2 separate regions of the Oryctolagus cuniculus genome follow, and region 1 is linked to region 2. Evidence: chromatin contacts called from public Hi-C data. All regions are on one chromosome and are shown on one strand. The core of a region is the stretch at or near the end of the contact, and the rest is flanking DNA. Distances in the headings are between cores, read along the strand shown.

The links. A called contact is a pair of places that touch in the nucleus more often than the background predicts.
Region 1: a Hi-C map of psoas muscle shows a contact between it and region 2, with 2.1 times the contacts expected there. The contact joins the enhancer-like site here to the promoter of UQCC1 in region 2. A contact is called at or near these places in 2 of 6 Hi-C or Micro-C datasets (psoas muscle and an unstated tissue).

Annotation. Positions count from the first base shown.
Region 1 is chr11:22,797,445-22,804,310 of mOryCun1.1, forward strand. UQCC1 (ubiquinol-cytochrome c reductase complex assembly factor 1) reads left to right here. Exons shown (of 10, transcript XM_002710826.5): 6 at 4,368-4,425. Among named protein-coding and RNA genes, the nearest start is that of UQCC1, 57 kb to the left of the region's middle. Within about 2 kb of position 2,342, at least 1 of the 8 cell types and tissues checked has an H3K27ac peak or open chromatin away from gene starts, as enhancers often do.
Region 2 is chr11:22,741,598-22,748,308 of mOryCun1.1, forward strand. UQCC1 (ubiquinol-cytochrome c reductase complex assembly factor 1) reads left to right here and starts at 2,286. Exons shown (of 10, transcript XM_002710826.5): 1 at 2,286-2,451. The coding sequence starts at 2,428.

The DNA of each region.
Region 1 (6,866 bases), core at 1,092-3,591, 56 kb after region 2:
TTGGATACAAAATAAAAATAAATCATGCATAATTGTTTTATAATAGGTGTTTTTCATGAATGTTTTGAAAACCTCTTGTATATTGCTTCCCAAGATTATAAATGCTATTGGTCACATAGTTCTTGAATTTTATTTTACAATTTTGTGATTATTATTATTTTAAAGGTCTATGTATTTATTTGAAAGAGTTACAGAGAGAGGGAGAGACAGAGAGAACTTTCATCTGCTGGTTCACTCCCCAAATGGCGGCAACAGCCAGAGCTGGAGTCTGGCTGGAAGCCAAGGAGTCAGGAGCTAGGAGTTTCTTCCAGGTCTCCCATGTGAGTGCAGGGTCCCAGGGACTTGGGCCATCTTCCACTGCTTGCCCAGGTGCATCAGCAGGGAGCTGGATCGGAAGAAGAGCAGCTAGGGCTTGAACCAGTGCTCATATGGGATGCCAGTGCTGCAGTCAGCGGCTTTACCCACTATGCCACAGTGCCGACCTCGAATTTTATTTTATTTTTTAAATTTATTTTAAAGGCAGAGAAACTGAAAGAGTGAGAGAGACGGATGGATAAGGAGAACTTCTGTATGCTGGTTAACTCCCCCAAATGTCTGCAACAGCACGGACTGGGCGAGGCCAAAGTCAGTAGCCTGGAACTCCATCTGGGTCTTCCACATGCATGGTGGGGACCCAAGTACTTGAGCCATTATCTGCTACTTCCCAGGGTGTACATTAAAAGGAAGCTGATTCTGATAATGAGATGCAAGTGTCCCAAGCAGCATCTTAACTGCTGTGCCAAACACCTACCCTGGAGCTTGACTGTCCTGAGGGTTCAGTAACTTTTTAAAAGAGTAGAGCACTTCAGGCAGCTGGAAGTTGTTATCCTCCACACTCTCCCTTCTCCCAAAAGAGAGGCTGGTGCACTTTCTTGAAGATTGTATAAGAATGAGTTGTTCACCATGGTATGTTGGTGAATAAAACGTACACACAGCACCCTCTTGAATAGGCTCCCATAAAATGCCAAAGTTATAGACTCTACCATCTCAGAGCCTTGGTGTTCAAAAGGTTTAGCTTCAGAGAGCTAGATTTGGGGATTCTGAGTGGTGAGATGTCTTAGCAGCCAGCTGTTGTTTCTGTGATGTTCTAATGCCGTCCCTTGTTGTCACTGATGAGCACACCATCCGAGTATGCAGTGGTTTACTGATTGGTCTTTTCTAGAGCAGTTCTGCTATGAAAAGCACTGTGGAACAGAGATGGCCAATCAGTAAGGCTTGCATTTAATTCCACACTGCTGTATGTGAACTACTTGCTTTTAACCCATGAGACCGATTACTTCAGAGGCAAGAGTTCTTAGCAAGTTCTGAGTCAGTGATTGACAGAATCAAATAATGAGTGAGGTGTTTCAAGTATTTTAAACTCTAATATTTAAATAATTCAATGAGTAAAAACACTAGCAAATATTTGTTGAGTTACTTTTTGACTACTAGCCATTTTGCTAAATATTTTATAGCCTTAAGTTAACCCTCACAAAAATCTTATAAGGTAGATTATCTTGTCCTCCCTATGTTTATAAAGAGAAGAAAACCAAGCCCTGCGAGACCAAGTACCTTTCCTGAGTCATGTAGTGACTACGACGTAGGGTCAGGATTTTGGATGAGGCAGACTGAGCCCACATTAATGAACAAGTGTGCTAATTCTGCTACTCAAAACAGTGATGAATTATTTAATTTTATCCAACCTGGTGTCAAAGAAGAAAGTGGCTAGCCTCAGAAAAAATGCACTGTGTGTACATTGGAGGAAGAGTGTAATCAAAACAAAGGCATATTGCAGATTTTGACTTTGAAGTGTGCAAACAGGTTTCATTGAGCTAAAGAATCTGCTCTAGTTTTGCATTGCTGACAGTCAACATTCATTGGCCTTATTTTTTAGGGTTTTACCCTGTGGGTTTCTATTCTGACTCCAGTAGGTAGAGGGACTCAAATCATGTGCCAGCCCTTTTCTCATCCTCAGCCCTGAGCTGACCCCTCGAAGGGAAAATGGTGACCCGAGTCCAGCTGTTGGCCGGCCTGCCTGCCTGTGCTTTCCAGCCCAAGAACTGATTCCCTCTCTGAGAAAACTGGAAAGGCTCCTGGAGGCTGCCGAGAAGCTTTGATGTAGAGGTAGCAGTTGAACAGATTGTCCTTTGCAGGCGGCCAAATTTCATTTTCCAGATTGAAAGACAGACTTCCAAGAAAACTTTGCTTCTTAATGTTTTGTTCTAGCATCCAAAAAAAGACCCAGCTTCAGATCCAGGCTTGAGAGTTTCTCAGGGCTATTCTTGTTCTAGGTGGAGGGCGGCTGGCCCACTCTCAGATGGCATGTGTCTTAATAGCTGTATGGCTGGCCAAGCCAGCCTTTGCCTCCCTCCTGCTAAGCTCTGAGAGGAAGTCCACTTGACAGCTGCTGGGCACTCCCAGTAAGCTCACCGAGTATTTTGGTATCACTTTGTGACAGACATGGATTCAAACCCCAGCCTGCCACTAGCTTGTTAATAGGACTGCCCTCAAGTTACTTAGCGTTTTTGAGGCTGTTTTCTCATCTTACAATGAGGATTCCTAGTGCTTCCCTCTGGGGTTAAAGTAAGGGTCAAGTTAGATCATTGCCATGACCAGCAGTGAACCTGACATGTAGTATGGGTCCTCAGAGAGTGCTGGTTTCTGACAATTTTAGTATTAGGAGGACAGAATGACAATTTTTAAATTAATTAATTAATTTTTTTTGACAGGTAGAGTTATAGACAGTGAGAAAGAGAGAGACAGAGAGAAAGGTCTTCCTTCCATTAGTTCATCCCCCAAATGACCGCTATGGCCGGCGCTGCACTGATCTGAAGCCAGGAGCCAGGTGCTTCTTCCTGGTCTCCCACGTGGGTGTAGGGCCCAAGCACTTGGGCCATCCTCCACTGCCCTCCCGGGCTGCAGCAGAGAGCTGGACTGGAAGAGGAGCAGCCAGGACTAGAACCCAGTGCCCGTATGGGATGTCGGCACTGCCGCAGGCTGAGGATTAACCAAGTGAGCCACGGCGCCGGCCCCCAGAATGACAATTAAGAACACAGTGTCTGGGGTCAAGTAGATATGAATTTGATCACAGCTATTTTGTTTCATAAGTTTGTGGCCTTGGGCAATTGCTTCATTTCTCTAAAAATCAGTTTTCTTACCTATACGCACCTGGCAGGATTGTTGGAGAGATTCACTGAGCTATTGCATGTGAAACACCTATTCTGACTGGCACATAGTAAACTCACCGTGAATTATAGGTCTTTCTTATTCTTGGCACTGAGAGTGCAGCTCACGTGATCCTGCCCTGTGTTTTATCTTCCTATTTGTTATCATTTAGTGCTTTGTATACTTCACTGACTACTGAAAGCAGAGGATACTACTCCTTTTTTTTTTTTCCCAAAAAATTTATGTATTTAAAAGTGACAGAGAGAGAGAGATCTTCTATTCTTCTGTGAATTGGTTCGCTCCTGAAATGGCTGCGTCAGCCAGGGCTGGGCCAAGTTGAAGCCATGAGCCAGGAATTCCATCCTGGTCTTCTACATGGGTGACAAAGCCTCAAGTATTGGGGCCATATTCTGCCGCCTTCCGAGATGCATTAGTAGGAAGCTGGATCCTTATAAGAGTAGCCAGTACTTGAACTGGCACTCAGATACGGGATGCTGGTATGACTAACGTAGCTTAACCTGCTTCATAACAACTGTGGACCTAACTACTTCTTTTCTTTATTCATTGCTCCAAAGGACAGAGTTTTCTTGTTTCTCTTCATTCTCCTGCTTCAGCTTTTCTGCTATGGTGTAATAAGGAGATCATATTCAGTGAGGCACCCCTCATCTGCCCAGAGGCGTTTCTTAGAGATCTGAGAATTGAGAGGTGGATGTCTGAGCATGGACATGCGGGATCTGAAACCAAGGATGGGGTGACTACTGGCCTTTGATTAGATAAGGTCTGCTTTCTCATTTTGCCTTGGCTTCCTCAATCCCCAGTTTTTTCTCCTAATTATTATCTTTTTGGGCAAATCATTCTGCATACTCATGTCCATAGCACACTGGAAACCTTGTAGAAAGAAGACGGGAAAAAGGAGACACTGGAGCTCAAGTGAAAAAAGCTGATGTTCAGAGGGGGCAGGCCAGGTGGCATTTGCTTGGCTCTTTGGAATTGAAGCCCAGCAAGGGAAGGTACTGTAGAATCACACAGAAGTTGGAAGAAACCACAGAGACCATCTAGGCCGTGTTATGAAAAGTGAGAAAACAGTGGAACGAATGTTAGTAGGAATTCCTACTAACATTTAAAATACAGTCAGCATGCCTCCCTGAACCATCACACATTTACATTTTATTGTTATTTTCTAGGGTGTCAGATGCCAGATACATTCAACTCATGGTTTCTTATAACGCTACTCCATGTCTGGTAAGTGAGGTCACCACTTTTTTTTTTTTCTAACACTGCTGACTTGTAAGGTATAGCCTTCTGCAGGGCCGATTATATGAAATGGCAGTTGTTCAGGCATTAAAAATTGTTCCTTTCATTTTTAATAACTGGTGTCTTGAAGGACATTTTTATTAAAGGTCAAAGCATAGGCCCAGAAATAAACTAATATTTGTAAGTTGTTTTTTTTTTTTTTTTTTTTTTTTTTTTTTCAAAGAGCACCTAACCCAGTGAACAATGCTATCAGTATCTCTAAGAGACTCTGTGAGCTTAGATGGAAAGTTCTCTCCTTTGGCTGTTTTAGGAAAGTTCACATTTACGTAAAAGTGGTTTGAATTGTGAGAACCCGTGGTCATTTTCATTGCTGGTCATCAGAAACCTGTAACAAATTACAGCACTGACATTTACCTCTGCACTCTAAAGTGTGCATACAGGTTAGAGGCTTGCCAGGTTTGTTGCATGTAAAAATATTTAACACCTTACACAGTATATTTTTTCTTCAGCTGTGAAATAAATAGCCAAAAAAAATCAATTTTTCATCTAACGTTACGCAGTATTAAAGGTCAGAAGGATATAGGAGAGTCGTTGAAGTGGGGGCTGGGGAATGTATTTTTTGAACTGCCAGATCTTGGGAAGGTAAATTCTGGAGAACTAAGTTTACTACTTTGACCATAGTGAGTATCTGAGGAACGTGGGGAATGACTGCCCTGTCAAAAGGACCCTTGTTTGAGACTGCCTTCAGCTGAGCCTGTGCATCACAGGCTGACTATATAAAGGCGTTTTGGTTTTGATTGCTTCTGAAACGTTCCTTCTCCTGAACTCACATCGTCACTGAATTTGGCTGGGGGGCCTAGGGTAGCAGCTTGTTTTACATGATGATTTTTTTGAAGCAAATAGTTTATCGAGTGCACACTACGTCCTAGGTACTTTGCTGGGAACTGGGGATAGTTTTCGAGTGGCTCACAGTCTAGTTTAGGAGATAAGACCTGTATGATAGTTAATTATGAATTAGAATGGCAAACTTTTATATTAAATGTGAGTGGTGCTTTTAGGATCACAGAGGAAGCTTCAACTGTCAGAACCCTTAGTAGTTCTACCTGTTAGTTCTTTTTTTTTTTTTAAGATTTATTTATTTATTTGAAATTCAGAGTTACACAGAGAGAGGAGAGGCAGAGAGAGCAGAGAGAGAGAGAGAGATCTTCCATCCACTGGTTCACTGCCCAATTGGCTGCAATACCCAGAGATGCGCCCATCCGAAGCCAGAAGCCAGGAGTTTCCTCCAGGTCTCCCACTAGGGCACAGGGGCCCAGACCACAGCAGAGAGCTGGATTGGAAGTGGAGCAGCCAGGTCTCGAACTGAGAGTAGCCGGGTCTCGAACCAGTGCCCATATGGGATGCGGGCACTTCAGTCCAGGGCATTAACCCGCTGCACCACAGCACCAGCCCCTCTACCTGTTAGTTCTTTCAAATGTGTCCTGCTTTTTAGTCAAAGGCTAAGGAGAGACACTGCCTTCCTGTTTTAATGGTAAAAGTTAGGGAGAGGGTACAGGGTGGGGAAAGTGGGCCTATGGAGGAGAAAACAACTTTCCCAAGAGGGGAATATTGCAGAGGCAGCACCGTAGACTTACTCACTGGCAAGGTGGCAGGGTTAAGAGACGGGTAGGCTGTTCCCAAAGGAGCTCAAAGATAATATTCAGCCTGTATGAAAGACTCTTTATTGCCTATATAGCTAGAGGTATCAGAGTGTTGGAGGGAGTGGATGGCAAAATAAAATATATAATCCCTGTGACCACATCCCAAGGTCAATACCTGACTAATAGCAACTTAGAGAACCTTGAAGCTACACGTAGTTCTTTAAAGTTTCCAAATTGTGCCTGCTGAGTCTTTTTTGCTGAGGTTGGTTTGAATTCGCTAAGGAGTGGTGTGGGCCATCACCAGTCAAGTGTGGGAGGGAGGCTGTCTGCCTCCGATCTGTGCTTGTTCTCCCCCTGTGCTTCTGTTGATCTACAGACTTCAGTGCAATAAGTCAGAACTTTATGATTTCAATCATCAAAGTCTTATCAAGGACCTACTGTGCGTTCAGGGCCATGGACATCGGAGCGAAGGCTATGACATGGTCTGTACCTTTAAGAAACTTAGTCTGTCTTCTTCCTGCTAGTATTACACTATGGGGCAACAGTGATGGCTCAAGCAGTTGGGTTCTGTCACGCATGTGAGAAACCTGGGTTAAATACCTGGCACCTAGCCTGGTCAGGCACAGCCCAGCCTTTGCCACTGTGGGCATTTGGGATGTGAAGCAGCAGATGGGATCTCTCTGTGTCTGTCTCTATCTCTCTGCCTTTCAAATAAATAAATTTTTAAAAAGATTTATTTATTTATTTGAGAGGTGGAGTTATAGAGAGGCAGAGGCAGAGAGAGAGAGA
Region 2 (6,711 bases), core at 1,036-3,535:
TGCCGGCGCCGCTAGGCGGAGGATTAGCCTAGTGAGCCGCGGCGCCGGCCTTCTTTTTTTTTTTTTTTTTTTTTTTTAAAGATTTTATTTTATTTATTTGAGAGGTAGAGCTACAGACAATGAGAGGGAGAGATAGAGAGAAAGGTCTTCTGTCCATTGGTTCACTCCCCAGGTGGTCGCAACAGCCGGAGCTGCACCGATCTGAAGCCAGGAGCCAGGAGCCTCCTCCCATTCTCCCATGTGAGTGCAGGGGCCCAAGAAATTGGGCCATCTTCCACTGCCTTCCCAGGCCACAGCAGAGAGCTGGATTGGAAGAGGAGCAGCCGCGACTAGAACCGGCGCCCATATGGGACAACAGAGCTGCAGGTGGAAGATTAACCCACTGCGCCATGGCGCCAGCCCCCTGGATAAAAGATTTTGGTTAGCTGCTATAGCCACACCACCCTGGAGGCTGTGATCTTGTCTGATCTCAGTTACTTAGCAGGAAGAAGTTTAAGAAATCTATTGTACAGCATGGTGATTATATTTACCAACAATGTGTTAAGTTCCTGAAAAATCACTTAGTAGATTTTAAGTATTCTCACGACAAAAAATGGTATGTGAGTCAATGCATATATAGCTTGATTTAACAATTCATAATGTGTGTCAAATGACACACCATGTTATACATAATACATATTCATACTTTTTATTACCTGATTGAAAAATAAATACATTAGGTTAAAAACATACATGTGAATTTCCTTCTTACCCTGTAGATCTCACCCTACATATTATATCACTTTCTCACATTGTCTCTAAAGTAAGTTCTGTGTGTTATTCTCCAATTTCACTGTTTGATCCTCATAACACAGTCTTCATTTTCTCGCTGGTTTACCAGACTTGCCTGTGCCTTCTCCTTTAGCCTGTGAGCTCCACGACGCCACTATCCACTTCTGTCTTGTGTCCAGCAGATGAACACTCAGTGGGTTGTTTTTTTTTTTGAAATTAATTAATTAATTTGAAAGTCAGAGTTACACAGAGAGAGGAGAGGCAGAGAGAAAGAGAGAGAGAGAGAGAGGTCTTCCGTCCGATGGTTCACACCCCAGATGGCTGCAACAGCTGGAGCTGCGCCGATCTGGAGCCAGGAGCCAGGAGCTTCTTCTGGGTCTCCCACACTGGTGCCGGGGCCCAAGGACTTGGGCCATCTTCTACTGCTTTCCCAGGCCATAGCAGAGAGCTGGATCAGAAGAGGAGCAGCTGGGACTAGAACCGGCGCCCATATAGGATGCGGGTGCTTCAGGCCAGGGCCCTGCTTGTATTTTTTTTTTTTTTAAGTTTCAGCTCTTTTTTTAAAATTTTTATTTATTTATTTTTTTGACAGGCAGAGTGGACAGTGAGAGAGAGAGAAAGGTCTTCCTTTTGCCGTTAGTTCACCCTCCAATGGCCACCGCGGCCGGCGCACTGCGCTGATCCGAAGGCAGGAGCCAGGTACTTCTCCTGGGTCCCATGGGGTGCAGGGCCCAAGGACTTGGGCCATCCTCCACTGCACTCCCTGGCCATAGCAGAGAGCTGGCCTGGAAGAGGGGCAACCGGGAAAGAATCTGGCGCCCCGACCAGGATTAGAACCCGGTGTTCCAGCGCCGCAAGGCGGAGGATTATCCTAGTGAGCTGCAGCGCCGGCTGTATTCTTGATTTTTTTTTTTCCTGTACCCCTTACTAATCATTTCCTATCAGTATTCAAAAATATTCACCTTAAACATCAACCACTCCAAGTTCCCTCCTCCACCAGGGTTCAGATCAGCATTTGTGAACACCTTCCTCCCTTTTCAGGACCCCTTCACAGGCTCTTTTATCTATTTTAAAAAGTTTATTGATTTATTTTAAGGTAGAATTACTGACAGAAGGACAAGAACACACACTCACACACACACACACACACAATTTTCCATCCACTGGTTCACTCCCCAAATGGCTGTAATGGCCAGGGCTGGGCCAGGCAGAAGCCAAGAGCCAGGAGCTCCATCCAGATCTCTCCCGTGGGTGCAGGGGTCCAAGTTCTTGGGCTCTGGCTCCTTTTAAATAGTGGTATTTCCAAGGGACCTGTTCTATTCAGCTCCAATTAAAAAGGGGATGAATGGAGTCTAAGAGGAGGGACTGTGACGAGGTGTAGCCGAAGAGTGAGGCTGGGTGAAGTGAGGGAAAAGCTCCGAGGGTGGGGTCCAGGGAGAGAGCGTCAAAGAACGCACTGGAGCCACTGTGACGCTTCCCCGGGAGAGAACCGAAGCCCGGGTAAACGCGCGCGCGCCCGCGCCTGCGCGCAGCAGCTCTGTGCGCCTGCGCCGCCGCTGTCGGAATCCCGCGGGCGGTAGAATAACGTAGTAAAGGGGCGGTGGCGGCGGGGACTCCGGAAGCCCACCTTTCACCCGGAAATGGTTGTTGAGGAACATGGCGTTGCTGGTGCGAGTCCTTGTGAGTGAAGGAGTCATTTTCTACTGTCGCCCGCCGGGTCCCTGGGTTGGAATCGGGGAGGCCTGGGCGGGAAGAACTGGAAGGAAGAGCAGAAGGGAAACCTGTACGATAGCTAGGTTGCGTGGCCGCCTTTCTGCGGGGAAACTGAGGCAGCTTGTCAGCTCTTCGTAGTTCCTATTTGGCTTTGGCTTCCCCTTCTTTCGAGAGGGAGAGAGTGACATCAGACTCTTCTTTACCGGGGCTTTTCTGTAACCACTTCTCCTCACGGAGAGGGGCACCTGCGGTTTTAGGTGGAGTTTCGGGAGACACAGTTCTTCTAGTTCTGTCACTGATGCACAGAGTGACCTTGGGCAAGTTTCTTTCGGAGCTCTTGCATCTGAAAAACGAGGACATTTCTCTCCTGCAGTCCCTTCAGACCCTGAGGGTCTCTGAGTTTGTTTCAGACATTATAAGTCAATTGTTCACTGTCCAGTGAGGTGGGATGTAGATTATTAGATGAGAGCTGGAAGAGGACGGGGGCCGTATCTGTCATCTTACTTTGCCTACCACAGTGTCTGGCGCGTCATAAGTGTGCTGAATAAATGACTAACTTAAGGAAGGAAGGACTGCTGGACAGCTTAGCACCCATGTGGGAAGCTGCTGTACTTCTTAGATTCAGCCCTTCTGCCATACTGTGACCTCCCGGAGGTACATGAGGAACAAAGTTAAGAGGTTACAGAACTTAGGGAGGAATGGGAAAACTCATAATTTTACCAAGTCTGTCAAAAACTGGACCAAAGACTATTTTTCATAGCAGGCTCCTGCGTCTGGCTGTCTTTTTGGTTGTCATTTTACACTTGTGTTTTCAATATTTTTGTATGTGGTTTACAAAGACTGCAGTTGTATTTTTTGTATTCGTTGTCATGCTTGTAAATGGCAGCACCTTTGCTGCTTTATAAATGTTTGAAGAATAATTCCTGTAACCCACAGAGAGGTTCACCTAGTGAAGTAATTGTTGATGCCGGGGCAGAATTGATTCAGATCTGAGGACTGCTGGGGAAATGGCAGTTAGGATGTTCTAACTCTCTTAGTTTTTAAGATGAATATTTGGGGGGGAAAGATGAAAAGTTTATTGGGCTACAGACCCAAAATAAACACTTTGTTTTGTCTGAGAAGTTAGTGGCTGCTCCAAATGCCTTAAATGTTCTTGCCCCTGACCAATCATGTGGAATGCTGCAGGTTCACTTCTTTCTAAGTGGTAGTATCCATAGAAACCACCTCTCTGTGCTTCATTAATTGACTCTTCTTTAAATTAAAAAATTTTTTTCTTTGTATTTTTATGAGAGGCAGAGAGACAGAGACAGGGACAGCCAGCACCCATTGCTGGTTCATTCCCCAAAATGTCTACAATTGCAGGGGCTGGGCCAGGCTGAAATCAGGAGGCAGAAATGCAATCTGGGTTTCCACATGGATGGCAGAGACTCAAGTACTTGAGACATCACCTGCCTTGTTCTAGGGTGTGCATTAACAGGAAGCTGGAGTCAGGAGTAGAGTGTGACTAGCACCCAGGCGCTCTGGTATGGGATGTGGTAGTCTTTAACTGGTAGGCCAAACGCCCACCTCCTTTTTTCCTGTGTTTTAATTTTTTTGGTTCAGTGCAAGTTACGATAAGGAAAATCATTTTCATTTTATATGGTAATTCCCTAAAATCTTCACATTATACTTACAGTGTAATGTGTGATAAAGCAACAGAGACTTCCTTAGGACAAGTTCAAAATGGCAGTGAAAATGAAAGTAGCAGGTTTGTATTGATCACCTATTCTTTTTTTTTTTTGACAGGCAGAGTTAGTGAGAGAGAGACAGAGAGAAAGGTCTTCCTTTTCCGTTGGTTCACCCCCCAAATGACCGCTACGACTGGCGCGCTGCGCTGATCTGAAGCCAGGAGCCAGGTGCTTCCTCCTGGTCTCCCATGTGGGTGCAGGGCCCAAGGACCTGGGCCATCCTCCACTGCCTTCCAGGGCCACAGCAGAGAGCTGGCCTGGAAGAGGAGCAACCGGGACAAAATCTGGCGCCCCGATCGGGACTAGAACCCGGGGTGCCGGTGCTGCAGGTAGAGGATTAGCCTAGTGAGCCTGGGCGCCGGCCGATCACCTATTCTGAAGAGGCATTTGAGACACTATGAGGAGTTCCAAATGCTGGAAAAGCATGCCTGCCTGGGAATCTTAAAAGCTTTGTTTGAAAGCTTGGCTCTGCTACTCCACTACTTGAATGAGTCAGCTAACTGCTTTGAGACGCAGTTTTTTTTTTTTTTTTTTTAATGAGTAAGGTTGCTAGGGTTGATCTGAGAATCAACTGATACAAGTTATGTTTGCATTTCTTCCTCTTTTTTCCCTAGTTCAGCAACTATTTGGAATGTTTACTGGATTCTAGGAACTAAACAAAGCACCCAGCATGGGAAACATAAACCTTACTCTGAAGTTTATAATCTATGAGGAGAGATAGTCAAGAAAACTATCAGACAGTAGTTGGAATGCTGTGATAGAAGTCTATCAGGCCAGCGCCGCAGCTCACTAGGCTAATCCTCCGCTTTGCGGCGCCGGCACACCGGGTTTTAGTCCCGGTTGGGGCGCCGGATTCTGTCCTGGTTGCCCCTCTTCCAGGCCAGCTCTCTGCTGTGGCCAGGGAGTGCAGTGGAGGATGGCCCAAGTCCTTGGGCCCTGCACCCCATGGGAGACCAGGATAAGTACCTGGCTCCTGCCTTTGGATCAGTGCGGTGCGCGGCCGACGGCCATTGGAGGGTGAACCAACAGCAAAGGAAGACCTTTCTCTCTGTCTCTCTCTCTCACTGTCCACTCTGCCTGTCAAAAAAAAAAAAAAAAAAAGTCTATCAGATCCTGTGGAAGTGAAGTATGGAGGCAGAGATGCTTTGCTTAAGTAAGAGAGCATTAGGTTGAGAATGGGGAGCTGGCGTAGAGAATTGGCTTACTCTAAGATAATCAAGGAACTGTAAGTAAATAAATCTGTTGGGATTCAGGGCACTCATGAGAAAATGGCAGGAGACAAGGCAAGGCCTTGTATGTCATAGGAGTTTGCAGTTTATTCTGAAGGCAGAGGGGGACCAGTTTCTTTCCCTTTTTTATTTGGAACTCAGAGAGACAAGAGATTTTCCATCTGCTAGGTTATTCCCCAAATGCCTGCACCAGCCAGGGCTGGGCCAGGCTAAAGTCAGGAGTGAGGAACTCAATATGGGGCTCTTATGTGGGTGGTGGGGATCCAGGTTTTTTTGTTTTATTTTATTTATTTCTTTTAAGATTTTTTTATTTGAAAGGCAGAATTGCAGGGAGAGAAGAGAGAGAGAGAGATCTTTCATGTGCTAATTCACTCTATAGGTGGGTGCAATAGCTAGGATGGCCAGGCTGAAGCCAGGAGCCAGGAACTGCACCCTGAGGATACAAATACTTAAGCATTGTTTGCTGTCTCCCAGGGTGCGCATTAGCAGGAAGCTAGATAAGAAGCAGAGCAGCTGGGACTTGAACCTAGGCATTTTGATAAGGGATATGGGTGTTCCAAGCAGAGACTTAACAGATGATACACTACATGCCCATCCCAACTTTTAAATACTTTATAGCTATGGATTTACATAACCCCTGCAACAGCCCTTGAGAAAGGAGGGCATATTATTCTCCCTAATCAAGTAACTTGGACCATCAAGAAGTAGTATTCTTGAAACATTCTTGTTAGTCTTATCTTGCTTTTTTCTATTTCTGTCTTATCAGCCAATTTTTTCCTATTTCCAGTTGTGGAGAACCACTGATGGGTTTGAGAAGGAGGAGAAAAGCTATTGCCGAGAGGCTCTAGTGTAGAAGCTGGACATTTGGTGAAACTAGACATGCTTATGGTTTTAAGAACTGTCCTGGGCTCATTTCTGCTTTTCTTTAGGAATGGTAGAAATTGCAGAAAGGCACTCTGTACTTTTAAAAAAAAATTGTTGGGGCCAGCACTGTGGCATAGTGGGTAAAACCGCTGCCTGCAGTGCCGCCATCCCATATGGGTGCTGGTTCAAGTCCCGGCTGCTACACTTTTGATCCAGCTCTCTGCTATGGCCTGGGAAAGCAGTAGAAGATGGCCCAAGTCTTTGGGCCCCAGCACCCACGTGGGAGACTGGGAAGAAGCACCTGGCTTCTGGCTTCGGATTGGCGCAGCTCCAGCCATTGCAGCCAATTGGGGAGTGAACCAGTGGATAGAAGACTTCTCTCTCTCTCTGCCTCTCCTTCTCTCTCT